2 separate regions of the Gossypium arboreum genome follow, and region 1 is linked to region 2. Evidence: chromatin contacts called from public Hi-C data. All regions are on one chromosome and are shown on one strand. Each heading gives the region's core, a stretch centred on a gene start, on an enhancer-like site or on the middle of the called end of the contact. The rest is flanking DNA. Distances are from core to core; before and after follow the strand shown. Region 1 holds the start of LOC108481476. Region 2 holds the start of LOC108464843 (photosynthetic NDH subunit of subcomplex B 5, chloroplastic).

Evidence for each region. Hi-C and Micro-C count contacts between places; a contact is called where the count stands out from the background.
Region 1: a contact with region 2 is called in a Hi-C map of leaf, with 5 times the contacts expected there. The contact joins the promoter of LOC108481476 here to the promoter of LOC108464843 in region 2. A contact is called at or near these places in 2 of 5 Hi-C or Micro-C datasets (both in leaf).

What each region holds. Positions count from the first base shown.
Region 1 is chr10:61,321,413-61,326,300 of ASM2569848v2, reverse strand. LOC108481476 reads right to left here and starts at 1,975. Exons shown (of 2, transcript XM_017784605.2): 1 at 1,725-1,975; 2 at 115-430. The coding sequence starts at 1,853. The coding sequence ends at 329.
Region 2 is chr10:61,069,057-61,073,480 of ASM2569848v2, reverse strand. LOC108464843 (photosynthetic NDH subunit of subcomplex B 5, chloroplastic) reads left to right here and starts at 2,623. Exons shown (of 5, transcript XM_017765119.2): 1 at 2,623-3,158; 2 at 3,315-3,375; 3 at 3,457-3,578; 4 at 3,664-3,960; 5 at 4,067-4,332. The coding sequence starts at 2,859. The coding sequence ends at 3,894.

The DNA of each region.
Region 1 (4,888 bases), core at 726-3,225, 250 kb before region 2:
ACTTTTACCTTCAAGGGATGACTTAATTCCATGAGTCTCTTAAATAAGGTAACTATATCATCCAAAGCCAACATATCCGAGTTCGAGTAACATAGGCACAATCTTAATTAGCACTTTATTAGTAAATCAGTGTGGATTCCATGCTAAGCAAGCAAAAGAACAAACTTAGTTATAAAATTATGATCATTAATGTTAAACAAACCAGACTATCTTTTCCTGATGAAAAGACCACAATAGTTATTATAGCATATCACAAAGGCTGGTTTGCTGGAACAGTAACAGGAATAATTGTCAAAGCTACATAGATCACTTACACCACTAAAGATCATCAATGGTTGTTTCTCTTCCTAGCTAGCTCCCGAGCCATCTCCCTTAATTCCTCCGGTGATGGAGGTCGTGGTCCCTCTGGAGGATACACTATATACGAACGCTTCACATCAAAGGAAAACAGAAGTCATTTAGGCTCGAATAAGAAATCATTTCGTACCAAGGAAAACAGGTAGACTTGAAATCCTTAACAAGAGAATGGACGGTAATTGAATAACTAAAAGGCTAAACTACACCATCAGTCACTAAATTATGAGGAAGTTTTCATTTTGATCACTTAACTAAAAAAAAGTTACAATTTAGTCATTAAACTGCTTTAGACGTCACGGATCTATAAACCAAAAATCAAATAACTTTTTTTTCTACACTGACCATCAAATTAAATTGGATCTAAGGTATGTTATCCTACTTGTCGATGGGTACTGATATACTGTACAGATTGTCGAATTGTCACTTGGAGCTCACTTATAGAACTTTTAAAAAAGAAAAGATAATAGTTCAACTACTTAAATAAAAACTTTTGAATAGTTCAGTGACTTAAATGAAAATTTTTAAATAATTCAATAACTAAATTGTAACTTTTTTTAGTTAAATGACCAAAATGAAAATTTAGCATAATTTAGTGAGATGTAGTTTACCCTAACTAAAATCTGCAAATAGGCAGATATATAACATAACTAACCTTTATAGAGCATCAATATGATTCATGTAAGAAAAAAAAATCCTAGAATAAACCGATACTAGAAAATCACAGGTCTCAACATTCCAATCTACAGGCGATGTTGAAATACAGAATTCCCATTTATTGCCAGACCATAACAAGTTACCTAACCGGTTATCAAATTACGAAGAGATTCTTTTTATAATTTAACAAGAACAGGGATAATAGGATCCCTGCATATATATTTTTTAAGTTGATTAGCATGAGCATATCACAGAAAAAATAACAAAACCACAGCAGCATAAAAACATGACACAATATAAAAAGTAACATGAAAACGAATATCTCGAAATCTATATAATACAAACTTTTAGCATATCAATTTTCAATAAGTGTGTTAAACATGATTATATTGCAGAAAATACATGATCATAGATACAGAAGATCTAATTGCATTCTTCCATTTACTTTTTGAACCAACAAACCAAGTTACCGAAACACTGCTTTCTTACAAATACCTATTGCCACAATCCAGAATGTTCAGTTATAAAGAGGCCCAAATTTCAAAAAAGTTCGAATGAGTATTAGACTTTGTTCCAATTTCAAGCCTAATCCAGATATAAAAAAACTCTCAATCTGTCACAGAGTTCAACGAATCAGACAAATCCGACCAACTAAAAATATGAAAAGAAAAAAGATACAACACAAAGAGAAGAAGAGATAAAAGAGAGTATACATTTCCCATTAATTTCTGGAGATTCTTGGTGTTGTTGGCGAAAGTGTACATAAGAACGATAGGGATCGTAACATAGAGACCGAATTTGGCGATTTCAAGAACACCCTTTGAAGTGCCTAAAGAAGACATTCTCCTTTTCACTTTCTACAGAGAAAAAAAATTGATGAGAATTCGCGAGGAGACTGAAAACTTTTGAAAAATTGCCCTCAGACATCTCAAAATGTGTGAGGCTGAAACCTTGGATATGTTATATAGGAAGATGCCCGGTTCTAGGAAAAGATCTTAATGGGCTCTTCTTTCAACAAAAAATTTCTTAATGGGCTAATAGCTCCCAAAATAATGCCCCAACAACAAACATGGATCTATTTGACTTTTCTGGATATTTACTTTAGCAGACTTGTGGCTTATTGCATGCTAAAGTCCCCACACTTTTGCTAGCACGGTTGTTATTTGAAGTGCTTTGAATAATTAACGGGAATATGTGGTGATTAGAGGTGCTCATCGTCGGGTCGGGTGAGGTTTGGGTTTAAACATAATATTAATATTTGGGTTTAAAATTTGAGTTTAAAATTTTATCTAAATACACTTATATTTGTAAAAGGTTAACTTAAGCTCATTTTAAGCCTACCAATATTATTATTTAATTTTTAAAATAAATATATATTTTATTTTATTTTAATATTTAATAATTTTATACATTTTTATTTATTGAAATTTTTATGGTCATCTTAACATTATTTTAACGTTTACATTAGAGTAGTATTATATATTTAGTGTAGGTTTATTTTTTAATGTGTTCTAATATATAAAAATAACATGATATAAAGTATTATAAACTTAAAATGGCTTGGCTCGGGTCGGATTGGGGCTTTAAATGTTTAAGCTCAAGCCTAGCCCATATTTCAAAATGGGCCTAATTTTTTTTGTCCAAGCCCATTTTTCGAGCTTAATTTTTTTGCTCAAACCTTCCTAAATTTCGGACAGGCCTTCGGGTTTGGACAAGTAGCTTGGCCCATGAATATGTCTAGTGGTAATAGGGTATCGGTTAATTTTGAATAGCAAGAACCATTTCGTTCTAAAATATGTAGAATGACGATGTCAAGTCAACTTGGTAACCATCAAGTTGAAAAAGTATGCATTCATTTGGAGGAAAATTTAATAAAACCTCATGAGAAAATTGAAAAAGAAAAAGAAAACTTAAAAGAAAGTTTCTTACAAATTATAGGCAAGATTCTTTCTAGCAATTTCTTAGTTCCAAACAACATGAATTGTTGGTAAAGCAATACACTATTGAATTTGAGCATCTCATGATGAAATGTGGAGATTGAAAAGCAAATGATTGCTCGGTATCTTGGTGATTTTTGTCAAGAGGTCAGTGATGTTGTCCAATCACAACCTTATTGGAATTTTGATGATGTTTGCAAGCTAGCAATCCATGTGGAGAAGCAAATCAAGGCGAAAGGTTCTCGCAAGACCCTACGGAAAGAAGAAATTTCTAGAAGAGGCAGTGCCTCAACTTCTAAGCATTTGCCTACTACCAAGATTACATCTTTAAAATCAGTTCAACGACACAAAGGCAGCCATATACCCAAGTTGTTAAGCATAAACTCAAGTAGTTACGAAGAATGATGGATTATATGTTTTTATATTCTAGAGGAGATCTCACTCCTATCGGTTATACCGATTTTGACTTCCAAACGTGTCAAGATTTGATGAAATCAACATTGGGCTATATTTTTGTCTTACATAGTGGGTCCACAGTATGGAGAAGTGTCAAGCATGGTTGTACTATTGACTCTACTATAGAGGTCGATATATGGTTGCTTCTAAAGCAATAAAAGAAGCAATATGGCTTCAAAAAATCCTTATGGATCTCAAAGTTGTTCTTGGTATTGAAAAAGCTATCACATTGTATTGTGATAGTAATGCATCAATAGCTAACACCAAGGAAACCAGAAACAACAAGAGCACAAAACATATTGATAGAAAGTATCAGATTAAAAGAGAGGTAGCAGTGGACAGAATAAAGGATGTAGTCAAAGTCACATTAGAGGACAACCTTGTGGATCCGTTTAGCAAGACTCAAATGGTTAGGAGTTTTGAGAAACATGTAAAAGGCATGGGAATACGAAACATGACTCATCTACCTCACTAAGGTAAGGGGGAGACTGTTGGAATTAATGCCTTTAGTTTAGTATTTTCGTCTATGTATACTTGTATTTTTTGAACAAATTAGTTTAATGAAGTATTCATTGATTACATTAATATTATTTATGTATTTTCCTCAATGATTTTTGCATGCATACAATGAAAAATGAAAATAAATATTGGCTCATGGATTATCTAACATTTAACTAGTACTAAGTGGTATTACTTGGTCGGATCGTAATAAGAAAATACAACTTATATCAATAGATAATCGAAACATGTCTTTAGTATAATCGGAAAGAACCAAACTGATTGAAAGATTAATATGTCATCTATCAAGTCTAATTAGGGAGATACTTTGTCTTTAGCATCAGAGTGGGTGACTCCCAAAAGATAGAGACATAGATGTGACTGATTATACTGATAGTACATTGTATAAGAACCAAGTAGAATAGATACTAGATCCGTTTGTGGTTTTATTCACTTGTGATGTTCAAAGTGTGACATACATTAATCCTAAGTGGATGATAGAGTATGCATATGTGACTCGTATATTTTGAAGTAAATGAAAGCTTTAAGGAATCGAAAGCTTGTACGTTGGATATACGATTTCTGTAGTATATAGCATCATTCCACAATAGTGGGATTCATAGCCCAAGTTAAGGGTAAAAGATATCACCTCATTGGCATTACATGATAGATAAAAAGTAAACGTGATCATGGGTCATTTGTCTTTGTGATAAATGATTTGGTTACTATTTAATAGTAATTAATTTTTTATGATGGAAAATGTAATGGTTACTGTGAGATAAAATAGGGTCATATTGGGAGAACGAATTTATCTCAAAAAGGCTAAGGATATATTATGAGGGTAACACACTTAAGACAAGGTCATTGGACGAGCACTTATTAAGTAACTTTCATAATTGTATAAAATAAAAGAGAGCTCAGTCACGATACTTTGGTGGAATGACTTCATTACAAAATAAGTTTATAATTAATAGGCAAAAAGTCCA
Region 2 (4,424 bases), core at 1,374-3,873:
TTTAATATTGTATTTTTATTGTTATGCATATACCTTAATACTATATCATTTATATATTTTTATTTCTCATATTATCTTATGTTTATGTTTTTTTAACTATACCATGTATATAGTACTACTATATATCTATTTATATAGTTATTAATAGTTGTTTTAATATTATGATTATTTCTAATATGTATGTATTATGTATTTACCTCTAATACTATATATTGTATATTCTTACTATTATCATTACTATATTTATTATTATTATTATTATTTGACATATTATTGTTATCACTTTTTTTTTCTTACTATCATTGCATTATTATTATTATTATTTTATTTATTTTCTCATTACTTAGTTATTTACGTTTCTTATTCATTCATATTTTCATTATTATTACGCTTTAGGCATTATGTTTATTCGTTTATTGATATGTGTCTCAATATATCTGCAAATTTACATTATTCGTCATTATTATTATTTATATCACCACCTCTGTTATTATTATTATGCATGTTAATCCTGCGATTTGTTTCTCATTTCACCATGTGATTATGATTACGTTGGTCCTTTACTCGACACATATAATTGTGTTTTCTAAAATAAAACAAGTTTCGTATTTACACAATTCGAGAACATTGTGCCCTAACTTACTGGGTTTCGATTTTTTTTGTTTAATCTAAGTAACGACATAATCTTATAAATCACATTAAGTTTTTTTATTCGATGCCTTAAAATAATTCTTTCATAAAAGTGATATTCCGTATTTGGTAATTCGAGACAATCGTGCCCTAACTTACTGGGCTTCGATTTTTCTCATTTAACCTAAATAACGTAATACTCTTTTATATCGCTATACGAGTTTTGAAAAATGCTTATTCTCGGAGATACGAAGTGTTGTGCCCTAACTTACTGGGTATGACATTTTGTCACCTAGAAATAAGAATTTGTTTTAAAATAAAGGCGATATTCAGTGTTTGAGAATTCGAGAAAACGTGCCCTAACTTACTAGGTTTTGATTTCTCTCGTTTACTCTAAATAATCAAATACCCTTTTAATAAATTAAAATACGAAAATTTTATATAAAAGGCAAGCTCGCTCTCGAAAATTCAAGATGTCGTGTCCTAACTTATTGGATGTGACATTTCATATTTTGAGACGAGAAGGTCTTTAACATTTAAGCTTTTTACAAAGAGGGATCGTATTTCAAAGTCTTTCAAGTTTTTTTAATCTTCGACACTAAGACACTAATTAATCAACTAGGTATCAATTTTTGGGCGTACCGAGGGTGCTAATCCTTCCTCGTGCTTAACCAACTCCCAAACTCATTTTCTGTTATTCGTAGACCAAAAAATTATCGTTTTAGTAAATCTTAACTTTTATTAAAATGATTAATTTAAGGTGACCTGATCACACCTCACCAAAAAGGATTGCTGGTGACCCCTCTATTCGTTTTCATTTTCAAAATCTAAGTCGATTCCTGTTTTTCAAAAAAAATGGTTAGACAGTTGCATTTTTCTATGTTGCTTGGTCTTGGACTCTTAATTTTTTTTCTTTAATGCATGATGCCTACCCGAACACGAATGTGAAGATATAATCTTTTAAAATTCTCTATTTATGCATAAAAACTTTAACATCATATTAAATACCAACACATATCCGGTACTTAAAATCAAATCCAAATGTTTTTGGCATTTTTTTGTTGGTATTCTTTTCAATAAATTTGAATCAATTGCAGAGGTCTCCAGACCCACAATACCAAAATTTCTGGAATCAATCTTTTTCAAGATAATTCCATTGATTGTCCATCCCAAAAGCTCCAAACTATATTCCATTAATCAAAGAAACAAGAAAAAAAAAATGGAAGAAACTGATAATTAATTGACAAAAACCGAAATTACATCCAGATAGTGGCTGCCACCAACAAACATTATTTAGCAGCAACAAAGAGAATGAAGAAAAGATACCCATTAAGCAGATTTACCAGCATAACAACAAAATGTATTTCATTAGTAAAAAATTAAATTGAGTAAATTAATCCTTTTCAAAATAATCAGAGTAATTTAATTTTTATCAATTCAAAAGTGAGCAATATGTTAAAGTTTCATCAATTTTACATGATTTTGATTGGTATAATAATAATTTTAGCCCTCAAAATTTATATATTCTGTCAATTTAGTTCTAATTTCATAAATTTATTCCATAAAATTGTATAAATGTTGAAGCTACACATGTTGATTTTTTTTATTTTTAGAATTAAGGTCAAAATGATAAAATAAGTAAACATTAAAGGCTAAGTTTGTTGTTATACCAATTAAAATTATGTAAAATTGTTAGAAGACATTAACGCTATGATTAATTATCCTTAGTTACTTATTTTTAAATTAAAAGAGATTAAATTGCTTTAAATTTTGAAAGAGATTAATTTACTAAATTTTAAAATTAAAAAAAGACGACTACTTGTACCTAATTCATTTTACATTTTCAGGTTAATCGGACGCCTCAAGTTAGAAAAACAGAACATTTTATACCAAGTATTCTTAGCTATGGTAGGCCTTTATCCACCAGCCTTGACAGGCCGAATTGGCCCGTGTGCGGAGTTCCACTGCTTAGTTTCCGCCTTTATATTTTCCTCGTCCTAAAAAGTGGATAAGGAACAAAGCATTCTTCATCCTTCATTTAACGCCTGATTAAACCAACCCAAGTCTCACAGGAACTATGGGAGAACCCCCAACCAAAATGCACCACGTACCTCAACAAGTAGGTCCCCTACGTGCAACGTGGTTCAATCTAATTGGTCATTCATACACCTAGCAGTTGCGAAGAAACCTCACTTCGTTAAGAAGGCCGCCCTCCGGGGGGGCGTTACATGCTCACAAGGAAGATAAACAAAGAAACAAAAAAAAAAGAAAAGAAAATGGCAGTTCAGGCAGCACTCTCAGTTGTCTCAGTAAGTTCAGTGCCTAAAATCAGGTGTAAGAAGGTTGAAACCAGAGTTAATGTAATGAAGAACCAAAGAGAGGTTGGTCTTGTTAAGTTCAAGCTGGTTAGAAACCATGGGGATGGAAGAATCAACTTCACAAGATTGAATGCTGCAGGGTTGTCTGAGATTGAACCTGATCTCAATGAAGACCCTCTTGACAGATGGGCCACCAACAGCGTCAGCTCTGTCAGTTCTTTTCGTTTCTACTTCTAATCTAATTGCTTTACTTAAAAGTATTCATATCCCAGTCTGTCTTCTGTATGTATATGAGTACAAGAGTATACATTTTTGTTATATGAATATGCTGGTTCATTTCAATGCTTATGTTTTGTTGAATTATAGGAAGATTTTAAGTATGGAGAATATGATGGGCACCATACTTACTTTGAAGGAGAGGAGAAAGGTACATGAAAGAGTTAAATTTGATGTTTTTGTTTAACCAATGGTGAAATAACGTATAACTGTTGAAGCTTTTTTACTTCAGGAACATTTTGGGGAGCCATTGCTGATGACATTGAAGCTATTGAACCTCCAACAGGATTCCAAGGCTTTATTTCATGGCTCTTCCTCCCTGCAGTTGCTGCCGGAATGTTTTTCAATGTTCCAGTAATTCATTTCATATCTTCATTTATCTTTCTATATTTTGAAAAGAAAAACAGATAAGATTAACAAGATGAATTTAATGTTGTAGGGGGAGTACTTGTTCATAGGAGCTGGAGTGTTTACGGCTATATTTTGTATAATTGAGATGGATAAACCAGATAAGCCTCACCACTTTGAGCCACAGATATATAACATGGAAAGGGGAGCTCGTGATAAGTTAATAAACGACTACAATACCATGAGCATTTGGGATTTTAATGAGAAATATGGAGATCTCTGGGATTTCACTATCAAGAAAGATGATATAACAAAGAGATAAATTTCTTTCGAGAAGAAAAAGAGAACTGTAATTATTAGCTACTGTCATGTGAGCATGGACTGGAAGGTATAGTTTCTTTTTCCCTTGTTTTTGAGAAGAGAGTTTTTATTGATTTCTATGTTTGTGTTAAGAGGATCTCTTAATCAGTAAGCCATCTATATTGTGATTGCAGATGTATTTTTCGGTCCGATGCTATCACGTTCGATTGCAGTAGATACTAAATCGAAACTGTCGCCTTATGTAGGCTGCTAAAACTTCATCATAGGTGTAAGAGCTTTGGGAGTGCTTTTATGATGATTGCTTTACAAGATTAATTTGAATGCCTACTATATCAGTTTCCATCATTTGTTTTTGAAGATATAAAGGCTCTATTCCATTGAGTACCGAGAATAAGATTATATGCAAATTCTACTGTTTATACCTCATTCTCGGCTAAAATTTCTGCTTTTCTTATGGACTGAAATTTTCTTCACATTCTGCTAATAATGCTCTGGAAATAGGACCTTGAAGGTAGTACCTATGTTACTCGG